Regions from separate parts of the Canis lupus genome. Here region 2 is linked to region 1. A link is a contact called in public Hi-C data. All regions are on one chromosome and are shown on one strand. Each heading gives the region's core, a stretch centred on a gene start, on an enhancer-like site or on the middle of the called end of the contact. The rest is flanking DNA. Distances are from core to core; before and after follow the strand shown.

Region 1 (5,481 bases), core at 2,111-4,610:
TAAAAAAGAAAAACGAGGAATCAGAGTAGTCACAAATCTAACCTAAAGACATGAGTTCCACAAATAGAGGAAAGCAGACATAACCTTCCATATTGAGTTAAACATCTTAGCTCACTACCAGCAGTCATGACAACCAAAATGAACTTTTTCCCCTTTGAAATTAGAATTTATATAGGAGTCATTAAAAAAAAAATCAGATTACTTTAAAAACTTAGGCTAAGGGGATCCCTGGGTGGCTCAGCGGTTTAGCGCCTGCCTTTGGCCCAGGGCGTGATCCTGGAGTCCCCGGATCGAGTCCCATGTCGGGCTCCCGGCATGGAAGCCTGCTTCTCCCTCTGCCTGTCTCTGCCTCTCTATCATGAATAAATAAATAAAATCTTAAAAAAAAAAAAAAAAACTTAGATTAAGAACTGAGACTTAAAATTTCACTACTGGCTCAATACTAATTTGCTGTATAAGCCTAGGGACCACTGCTTACAATTTCAGTCTCATATAAAAATAAGACTTTTGGAAGATTTTCTTTTCCAAAGGTAGAAAGTATAATTCATAAAAATGATTTCAAGCAATAAGAGCACTAAATATATTAAATATAGAAATATACACATATAAATATTCACACACACCCAAAAGGAAAGAGAATATGGCTTTTTTGTAAATATGCTTACCAACTTAATTATTAAATATAACCACGCCTATAGCAAAAGATAATTTAAAATAGTCACACAAAATACATTTAATCCTAACTCACACTATAAGGTCTTCACATATACGATACTGAAAAAACCCAATCAACAAGTGTATATCCCGTTTAAAAGAGTTTTATTGTTTATTTAAAAACAACAGTGACAAAAACAAAGTATGAGATGGGTTTTACTAGGTCTCCTGACTGGCACTATGGGAAATAATTCTCAAATATAGTTAGAGACCAGGAAAACATTTCCTTTCAAATACAGTACAGTTCTGCATTACATTAAAAATATAATATAGAGCTTGCATGTTAGACACAGCACGTAGCTCAGTTTTCAAGGTCTTTCAATCCGACTTGTATGTCTGAATAGACAGGGCAGAAAGATATTCGAAATCCCTTTTTCCATCAAATCCAACGTCCTGTTTAAAATTTGCCTATTTTTCAAAACTACTTTTTTTTTTTTTTTTGATATAGAGCCATGCTTAATGTGTCTAAACAAGGAGATAAGGGAAAAATCCCGAAGTATTCCCAAACAGAAGCCCTGAGGAAGACGGTGCTCGTCCCCGCCTCGGTTAGACCCGCAGGGCCACGTCCTGAGCCCGGGTCCCCATGCGGTCATCCCGCCGGATCTCGGGGAGCGAGCGCCACGATTTCTAAACAGGTTGTCAGCCGTAGGGGTCTTGAAGCAATCCTAAAAATGGGTCCGTTTTGTATTCAGGAAGCACTGGCAACACTTAGCATTTTTATAAAAGAATACCGTGAGGATTTAAAATCTTTTCTTTCTTTTTTTTTTTTACTTTCCCTAAGGAACTACAACCGCTTAGAGATACTTGACTACACCTATTTCCCAGAATATTTCCTTAAATGAGACCAAACTGTGTCTTATAAGGGCTGCACAGTTCGTTGGGTAAAGTGAACCCCACGGCCCCCGCGGGGCGCCCTTCCTTCCCGTGCGAATCCCCGCAGCCCTGCACCCGCCGAGCTCCCAGCGCGGGGCCCCAGGCCGGCGCCGGACCAGTGGATCCCAGCGCGGTCCCCCTGCCCCGGGGGGCGAGGCAGATCCTCGGGCGCTGAGCTGGTCCAGTGGATCCCAGGATCCCAGCACGGTCCTCCCTGCGCCGGAGGGGGGGGGGGGGGGGAGGAAGATACTCAGGCGCGGAGCTGGACCGAGCGGGACCAGTGGATCCCAGCGCGATCCCCCGAGCGGGACCAGTGGATCCCAGGATCCCAGCGCGATCCCCCGAGCGGGACCAGTCGATCCCAGAGCGATCCCCCTGCACCGAGGGGCGAGGCAGATCCTCGGGCGCTGAGCGGGGCCAGTGGATCCCAGGATCCCAGCACGGCCCCCCCTGCGCCGGGGGACGAGGCAGATCTCCGGGCAGAGCACACAAGTCCGGGGGGCCGGGCGGCGCGCGAGCCGAGGGCAGCGGGCGCAGGGGCCCGAGCGCGGGGTGCTGCCCACCTGCAGGCGCCCGGGTCTCGGCCCCCGCCCCCCGGGCCCGCACGCCGACCCGCCGGGCCGCAGCTCCTCGCACTCGGCTCACCCCGACCGACGGGCGGCCTCCGCAGCGGGGGACCCCAGCGCCGCGTGCCCCCGGGGCGGCCCCGAGCCCCGAAGTTTCTGGCCGGGGGACCCGGGCCGCTCCGAGGGAGGCGGGCGCAGGGGGGCGGCGGCGGCGGGGACGGGGACGGGGACGGGGACGGCCCATCGCCCGCAGCAGCCCAGGGCCGGTCGCCCCGGCGTCCGCGAGCGCAGAGGGAGGGGGCGCGGCGGGGGGGCGCGGCGGGGGGGCGCGGGCGCCGTCGCCATGGCGACGCCCCCCGTCCGTCCGGACTTCCAAACTGGGAGGCAGAACTTCAAATCCCAACCGTCAGCGCCCGAGCGGCTCCGTCTTAAAGGGGCACACACCGCGCCGCGCCGCCCCCGCCCCCGCCCCTCGGGCGACGCCCCCGCCGGCCCGCCCGCGCCCCCCGCCCCGCGCCCCGCGAGCGCCCCGGAGGCCCCCGGTGCCGGCCCCGGGGACGGGGACGGGGACGGGGACGGGGACGCGGCCGCGGCGGGGCGGGGGGCGTGAGCGCCCGGCGGGGGCGCGGACCGGCCGGCCTGCCTCCCGCCCGCCCCGGGCCGCCCGCCGCCGACAGCGCGCGCCGCGGAGTTCCGGCCAACAGCTCCGGGCCGCCGGCGGCCGAGCTCCCGGGGCCGCAGACAAAAGGCGAGCGCCGGGGCCGCCGCCGCCGCGCTCCCGCCGCGCTCCCGGACGGCCCCGAGCGGGACCCCGGCGAGCCCGAGCCGCGGGCCGGGGCCGGGGCCGGGGCCGGGGCCGGGGCCGCGGCGGGCAGGGCGGGGGCGCGGGCGGGCCGCGGGTGTCTTACCTACACAGTGCATGAGGCGGTGGCGCCACGAGTCGAGCTCCCGCCGGAAGCCTCTCCTCTCCGCCGCGCACCGCGGGCTCCGGCACTGAGCGGCGGCGGCGGCAGCAGCGGCGGCAGCGGCCATTCTCTCTCTCCCCTTGTCCATCTGCGTCCCGCGTCACGCGCCCTCATTTACATACGAGCGGCGCAGGCACGAGGCAGGGGCGCGAGCCCTCGGCGCGAGCCCCGGAGCGCGCGCCCCCCGCGGGGGGGTTGATTGACACGTGTCACTAGCCTCCCTCGGCCCTGCCCGCCCCCTCCCTGCGCTCCCGGCGGGGCGGGCGCGAGGCGGCGCGGGGGGAGGGAGCAACCTGCCGCTTCCGCCGGCCCCGCCCCCGCCCCCGCCCGCGCCCCGCCCCGCCCCGCCCCCGCCCGCGGGCTGTGCTCCGGCTCGCCATCCTGCTCCCGCCGCCGCCGCCGCCGCCGCCGCCGCCGACGCCGCCGCCCGCGAAAATCCTGAGCGCGGAGCCCGGCCAGGGACCCGCGCGCCGATGGAGCGCACGAGCAACGCCTCCCCCGCCGACTCGGCGACGCGACTCGGGGCCGCCCGGGGACTTCACTTCCCAGGCTCCCTTGCGCCGCGGTCCCGGAGCGGAGCCGGCCGCCGCGCCGCGGTGCATGCCGGTCCTTGTAGTCCCGCGCGGGGAGGGGGCGGGCACTCCCTGGCTCTCACGGGGGGCTCGCCGCGGCGCGGCGCGCGGGCTCGCGGGGCAGCCGCCTTCGCGCCCCGGGGCTCCCCGTGGGAGGGCGCCCCCCCCCCCCCCCCCCCCCCCCGCCGAGGGCTCGGGCTCGGGCTCGGGCTGCGCTGCGCGCTCCCAGCGCCGGGAACTTCGGGGGCGGGGGGGTCCCCGGGGGCCCCGCCGCGCGGGGAAGCTCGAGCCGGTCCTGGGGCCGCCTCACAGGTGCCCCCGCGGCTTCAGCGGCCCGGCCGCAGGGCTCTCGGGAACAGCATTTGCGAGCACCGCGGGAAAAGGTGGGGGGCCCTCCATGCAAAATTGCCTGCGACGGGATTGGGCGTGTCCGGGTGAACCCCCCACCCCCAGACCGCAGACTGCGCCCCGCAAGATGCAGACGCCTGCAGGGCGCGCCCCGTTAGCGCGTGGGCCCGCAGTTACAAACCTGGGATCAGCCTCACGCTCTGCTGCAGAGACTGCTCCTCCTCGACAGAGAAGGAAAACTTTTGCACTTTCTTTTTTTCTTTTGCTTCCCTCCCTCCCCCCTTTTTGGGGAAACTTTTGATTGGACGTAAACTCCTATGGCATTTCTTGCTCTTGCAACAGCGCGGTTGTGCAGGGCTTTCCGGCCCTGCGCAGGGGTGCACCCAAAGCTAAGACACCCAAGGTCTGCTGAGAGGTGCCGTGCATGCCTGGGAATCCATGCACATGTTTTTGGGGAAATAGGCTTTATTCTTCTTGGAAACTCGTATGCGTTCAGCTCTACCCTTCCTGGTTTGTGGCTTGTCCCTTTGGCCTGCTCGCTTGTTTACTTGCTTTTTTTTTTTTTTTCCTACCAGAAAGCACTTCCTTGCTCATCACTACCTCGCAATAGTGAAGATACATTTTCACAAAGAAAGAAGGATGACATTTGAATTTCACGGTCACCTCTTCCAGAATGGTCACAAATGGAGAAGCAAGTGAAATCGCTAGCGAAGGTGCTTTCTGGAATCGTGAGTGGATGGTTTCCCGAGACAGGTTCCACTCATAGTTGCCAGGGTGACCAGCCTTTGGAGTTCCCCTGATGACTTTTACCGCGGCCTACGTTAGTTAGGATGGGCTGGGTTATAGCGCAGTAACAAAAAAAAAATCTAAAAATTGTAGGGGCTTAAAAGAACAACAACAACAACAACAAAAAGGTATTTCCTGCTTCCCTTCCTGGACATGGGGAGCTGTGGGGGAGTGGCAGGGGAGTTTCACTACAGATGGTTCTCACCAAGCAACCAGAAGGCTCCAGTCTCTAGAACTTCCCCACTTGAGTGATGTGCAAAGGACCCGTGGATGGCAAACTGGTTCTTCCTGAAAGTTATACGAGTCAATTCCACTCGCATTTCTTTGACGAAAGCAAATCACATGGGCATGCTACCTTCAAAGGAGCAGGGAAGCGTCATTCTATTTGCCCAGAAGGAAGCTAACCCAAATTTACCGGTGAGCTGCACCAAAGAGCATTGCAATCCATTCTTCTAGTCACCAATTTACAGTTCACTCAACTAACACTATAAAATCCCTTCATCCCTTTCACAAATGAGGCAATCTAAACGTTTTATTCAGTAATTATGGCATTAATTGCAAAGTTCAGCATCTCTGGGCCATGCTTGGTAGTCCCTGTATTAGACCACGATAAAGCTTCTCTTATTGAAGAGAAAGTACCTATCCTCCCTGTTTAAA
Region 2 (5,921 bases), core at 2,243-4,742, 190 kb before region 1:
TTCCCATAAAACTAAAAGCAAACTCAAGAAAAAGGTAAGCTTTAAGGCAGTGAGACTAGGATTTTTTACTACCATTTATTATTATTTTTTACCATTATCAACTTTATTGAGGTATGACTGACAATTTGTGTATATTTAACACGTACAATGTGATGTTTTGATACGTGTATATACTGTGAAATGATTACAGCAAACAAGCTAATAATTAATACATTCATCACCCCAGTTACCATTTTCCTGTGTGTGGTGAGAACACTTGAGATTAACCCTCAGCATTCCAGGTATACATAATTACTAACTCTCACCAGGCTGTACGTTAGGTCTCCAGAATTTATCTAACGCAGTTTGTACTTGTCCAGCATCTCCCAATTTCCCCCAAGCCAGTGATAACTTCCATCCTACTCTGTTACTACGAGTTTGACTGTTTTAGATTCCACATAGAAGTAGGATTATACAGCAATTGCCTTTCTGTGCCTGGCTTATTTCCCTTCGCAAAATGTCTCCCGGGCTGACCGTGTTGTAGCAAATTGCAGGACCTCTTTCCTTTTTAAGACTGAAGAGTATTCAATTATATAAAAATCACATCTTTATCATTTATCCATGGATGGGAACTTACATGGGTTCCCTGTCTCGGCTCCTGGGACCACCACTGCAATCAACACGGGACTGCAGATGCATCTTGGAGGCTGTGCTTTCATTTCCCGTGGATATACGCCTAGAAATAGGATTGCTGGATCACACTGGTATTTTTTAATTTTTTGAGAAAACTCCAGATTGTTTTCTATATAATTGCTGTATCAATTTACATTCCCACCAACATGTCTAAGGGTTCTCTCTTCTCCACATCCTCACTAACACTGGTTATCTTTTAATTTTTTGATTATAGTCATCCTATCAGGTGTGAAGTGATATCTTACTGAGGTTTTTTTTTTTTTTTTTTTTTTTTTTTATTTTATTTATTCATGAGAGACAGAGAGAGAGGCAGAGACAAAGGCAGAGGGAGAAGCAGGCTCCATGCAGGGAGCCCAATGTGGGACTTGATTCCAGGACCCCGAGACCACACCCTGGGCTGAAGGCAGCGCTAAACCACTGAGCCACCTGGGCTTGCCCTCTTACTGAGGTTTTGATTGCATTTCTCTGATGATCAGTGATGTTGAACACATCTTCAAATATGTGCTGGCTGTATGTCTTCTGTGGAAAAATGTCTATTTAGCTCTTTTGCTCATTTTTAAAATTGGGTTATTTGCTTTTTTGCTATTGTAGGAGTTTCTTATATAGTTTGGGTATTAACCCCTTATGTGAAACATAGTTTGCAAATATTTTCTCCCATTCTAAAGGCTGTCTTTTCGTTTTGTAATCCATCTCTTTTTATCTTTCGGATTATAATGTTCAAAAAATACTAAATAAAAACATGTTATTAAATCCTTAAAAAAGCTAATCAAAATAGTTAGGCTGACCTCTGGTGGCCAGATGCCTCATCCTTCAGTAACTGACAAAATGATAGGAAGTCCTCTCTCATTTGCAGAGACCCCCAATTAAAATACAGTAAAGGGGGGATCCCTGGGTGGCTCAGCGCCACCTTCAGCCCAGGGCATGACCCTGGGGTCCTGGGATCGAGTTCTCCCATCGGGGTCCCTGCAAGGAGCCTGCTTCTCCCTCTGCCTGTGTCTCTGCCTCTCTCTGTCTCTCTCATGAATAAATAAAATCTTTTTTTTTTAAGATTTATTTATTCATGATAGAGAGAGAGAGAGAGAGGCAGAGACACAGGAGGAGGGAGAAGCAGGCTCCATGCCGGGAGCCTGACACGGGACTCGATCCTGGGACTCCAGGATCGCGCCCTGAGCCAAAGGCAGGCGTCAAACCGCTGAGCCACCCAGGGATCCCCCTGAATAAATAAAACCTTAAAAAAAAATACAGTAAAGGAAATAATATTGTTAAAAACTTCATAGTAAAAGGAACCAAAGGTAGCATGCACCGAAAGCATAAAAAGAGCTCAGCAATTAAAGGCCACAAAATAAGAAAAATGTCTCCAAATATTAGTCTGTCCTAGTTTACCAATTTTACATGAAAAACACATGGGATATACAGTGGTTCTCACACTAAGAACAGTTTCACACTGTCCAATACTGTAGACACCAGCCCCAAGTGTCTACGGAGCACCCAAAATGCGGTTACTGTAAAATAACATCAAATTTCAAAAACGTGGTAGGGGAAAAAAAAAAAAAAAGAGAGAGAATGCAGACCATTAGTAATTTGTTGGTTACACGCTGAAATAACATTTTGGATATACTTGGTTAAAACACTAATGCCCTTTCTGGGTTTCTTTCCCCACAGCCCTCCAGCCATCTACATTTCAGCCATAGTGAGACTATACTGGTTGTATATTCTAGGAATTCCTGGGCCTCTAGGCTCTTGCTCCAGCCGGTTGACCTAAAACACTCACCCCTTCTCCGCCTTCTCAGAACTAGACCTCTTGACGATTTTGCGATTCCAGGCAACCCAAAAGCTACCGCTGCCATTACTTTAACCGGCACTGGAATACTTCGTGTTGCGTGTGTAATAGGAAACAAGAGAACCGGATGAATAAACCATCGAACGTTCACACGACAGAATGCCGGGACAGCCTGTCTGTGCCTCAGTTTCCTCGTCTGGAGGTTACCTGGCCCGGGTGGTCTGCAAGGGCCGGATGAAGTCAAGCGCTCAGAACAGTGTCCGGCACACGCGGGTCCGAAGGGTGCAAGTCAGTACTATTAAAGGACCCACATGAATGAACCTCAAAGACCACACTGATTAAAAAAAAAAAAAAAAAAAAGAAAAGGAAAAAGCAAATTGCAAAGGATTATTATTGTCATTTCTGCAAACGATGACTTGTAGGTTGGAACGCGAGGGCAGCTCGGTGCATTTACTCGGAGGCTTCCCCCCAGCCGTTGACACGGAACCACAGCGGGGGCAGAGAAGCCGTCAGCCGTGGAGGGCAGGTGAGTCGGCGGGAGAGGTGCAGGGGCGGCCTCGGCGGCCCCGCCCGTGTTCGCAACCCGGGCCGTGACCCCGCCCGCGGCAGGCCGGGCGCCCGCGTCTCGGGGAGGGGGGCGCGCAGCCTCCAGCGCCCGGCCTTTCCCTTCTCGCACCCCCCCTTGAGCCCGAGCGGCCGCGGCGCCCTCGGCAGACCCTGCGCTCACCCTGCGGGATGCTTTCCTCCTCCTCGCCCCGCCGGGCCGCACCGAACCAGCGACTCCCGCACAGCGGCTCCGCCGTTCGCCTAGTCGCGCGGCTTACATCACTTCCGGGCGGCCCTACGCCACTTCCGGGCGGCCCGGCGCCCCGCCCCTCGCAACGCCACTTCCCGCTCGGAGCGCCGCAGCCCGTGCCCCAGGCGCATGCGCCCGCCCCTCCGTAAGCGGGGACGGGCCCGCCCCTCTGTTCCCGCCCTCGCGGTAGTCTCGCGGTACCTCCTCCTCCCGCGGGAGTTATTTGAACGCGGTGGCGGGAACGGCGCCCCGGACCGTCGGAGGCCGGCGCGCCCCTGCGTCCCCGAGCGGCGGGCTCGTCCCCCGGGTCGCGGCGCCATGGGGGCGGAGAAGAAGCTGCTGCCGGTGAAGGAGGCCTTCCAGCTGGCGCAGCAGCCGCACCAGAACCAGGCGAAGCTGGTGATGGCGCTGAGCCGCACCTACCGCGCGGTAAGCGGGCGCCAGCCTCCCGGGGCCGCGGCCTCCTCCTCCACCGGTCGGCGAGGTTCCCCCCCGGCCCCCGCGGCGGCCTCGGGGGTACAGGGAGCCCCCGGGGATCCCATGGCTCCTCCCCCTCGCACGGTGTCGCGGCGGGGGCGGCGGGGGCGGCGGGGGCGGCGGGGCCGCCTCCTCGCACCCTGCGCCTCCGCGTCCCTTTTCCTCCCCGAAGTCTTGGTCTCCGCAGAGACATTTGTGCAACAACAATAACAAAAACATTTATTTTCCCTCCCTTGGCCGGCTTGGCCCCCCCGCCCCGCCTCCCCGAGGGTCCGTCTGGGCTGCGCTAGGGGCCCGGCAGCCGTCGGGGGGCGCGGGGGTCGCGACGTGCCGCTCTGCCCTCCAGGTGGGCGACAAGGCCGGCTTCCACGAGGAGTTCGCTCGCCGCCTCCGGTACGCCATGGTGGTGTACAAGCGGGAGCCCGCCGTCGAGAGGGTCCTGGAATTCGCAGCCAAGTTTGTCACCTCGTTTCACCAGTCGGATGCGGACGAGGAGGCGGAGGAGGAGGAGGACGACGGGGGCATCTTGAATTACTTGTTTACCTTTCTTCTAAAGGTACGAAGCTGAGACTTTGGGGGGAGTGGGGGGAGTATCGTAGAAAGTCTTGCCGTATTAAAAGGGCCATGGGAGTTTGCCATCCAAATCCTAGAGGAGGACACAGGCAACACCCCTCTTTGAACTCGGCCGCAGTAACTTCTTGCAAGATACATCCACGAAGGCAAGAGAAACAAAAGCAAAAATGAACTATTGGGACTTCATCAAGGTAAGAAGCTTCTGCACAGCCAAAAGAGTTTGCATGCTTTAGAGGAGGAGATACTAGGGGATCCCTGGGTGGCGCAGCGGTTTGGCGCCTGCCTTTGGCCCAGGGCGCGATCCTGGAGACTCGGGATCGAATCCCACATCGGGCTCCCGGTGCATGGAGCCTGCTTCTCCCTCTGCCTGTGTCTCTGCGCCTCTCTCTCTCTCTGTGACTATCATAAATAAATAAATAAAAATTAAAAAAAAAATTTATAGAGGAGGAGATACTTAGCAACGGAGGAGATGTCTGTGAATGAGCCTGCCTTTTGTAGGAAGTGTTAGGACTGTCCTTGAGATGAGAAAAACGGGCTTTAACTCCAGCGTTAAGCTTTGATGGTCTTAGCCAGTTCTCACCTGGCTTCAAACGAGTTGCCTGTTTTGTTTTATTACTTTATTTTATTATTTTATTACTTATTTTTTTTTAAGATTTTATTTATTCATGAGAGAGAGAGAGAGAGGCAGAGACACAGGCAGAGGGAGAAGCAGGCTCCGTGCAGGGAGTCCCACATGGTACTCGATCCCGGGTCTCCAGGATCACACCCTGGGCTGAAGGCAGGTGCTAACCTGCTGAGCCACCCGGGCTGCCCCAAGTTGCCTATTTTAGAAATAAAGTGAGGGGGATCCCTGGGTGGTGCAGTGGTTTAGCACCTGCCTTTGGCCCCAGGATCGAATCCCATGTCGGGCTCCCGGTGCATGGAGCCTGCTTCTCCCTCTGCCTGTGTCTCTGCCTCTCTCTCTCTCTCTCTCTCTCTCTCTGTGTGTGACTATCATAAAAAAAAAAAAAGAAAGAAAGTGAGGATTTCTACAGAGGGGAGTGTGCCCTGGTAATTTGGTTCAGACTTCCTTTGGACTGTGTGTACGGGGAGCCTCACCGTGTGCAGGCGGATCAAGGCAGCCGGGCGCTTTCTCTGCAAGTAGCAAATGACTCTTGTAACTTCCCGAATTCCGAACAGGATTCCTGTGATTGTAAATAGATTTTAATTTGTTCCCATTACAGTCTCACGAAGCCAACAGCAATGCAGTGAGATTTAGAGCGTGCCAGCTCATAAGCAAGTTCTTGGGAAGCATGCCAGAAAATGCCCAGATTGATGATGATTTGTTTGATAAAATTAATGAAGCCATGCTTATTAGGTTGAAAGATAAAATTCCAAATGTGAGGATACAGGCAGTTCTGGCTCTTTCACGACTTCAGGATCCCAAAGATGATGACTGTCCCGTGGTTAATGGTATGTATAGCTTCCTAAACTCTTTTTCAGTTTCCTTGACTTTGTTAAACTCTTGGTAGACAGGGTTTCTAAAAGATTCTCTCTTTCTCTGTGTGGAAAGGTATAGGGTACATATATGACTTAAAAAAAAATACCCAAGTAGTCCCTACCCAACTTAAAAAGTAGGCCAAA

What was found. A called contact is a pair of places that touch in the nucleus more often than the background predicts.
Region 2: a Hi-C map of blood shows a contact between it and region 1, with 5 times the contacts expected there. The contact joins the promoter of NCAPG here to the promoter of LCORL in region 1. A contact is called at or near these places in 2 of 9 Hi-C or Micro-C datasets (both in blood).

Annotation. Positions count from the first base shown.
Region 1 is chr3:91,734,636-91,740,116 of UU_Cfam_GSD_1.0, reverse strand. LCORL (ligand-dependent nuclear receptor corepressor-like protein) reads right to left here and starts at 3,360. Exons shown (of 7, transcript XM_038533603.1): 1 at 3,062-3,360. The coding sequence starts at 3,206.
Region 2 is chr3:91,927,167-91,933,087 of UU_Cfam_GSD_1.0, reverse strand. NCAPG (condensin complex subunit 3) reads left to right here and starts at 3,492. Exons shown (of 21, transcript XM_038533608.1): 1 at 3,492-3,677; 2 at 4,072-4,281; 3 at 5,522-5,750. The coding sequence starts at 3,567. DCAF16 (DDB1- and CUL4-associated factor 16) reads right to left here and starts at 3,292. Exons shown (of 4, transcript XR_005357410.1): 1 at 3,180-3,292.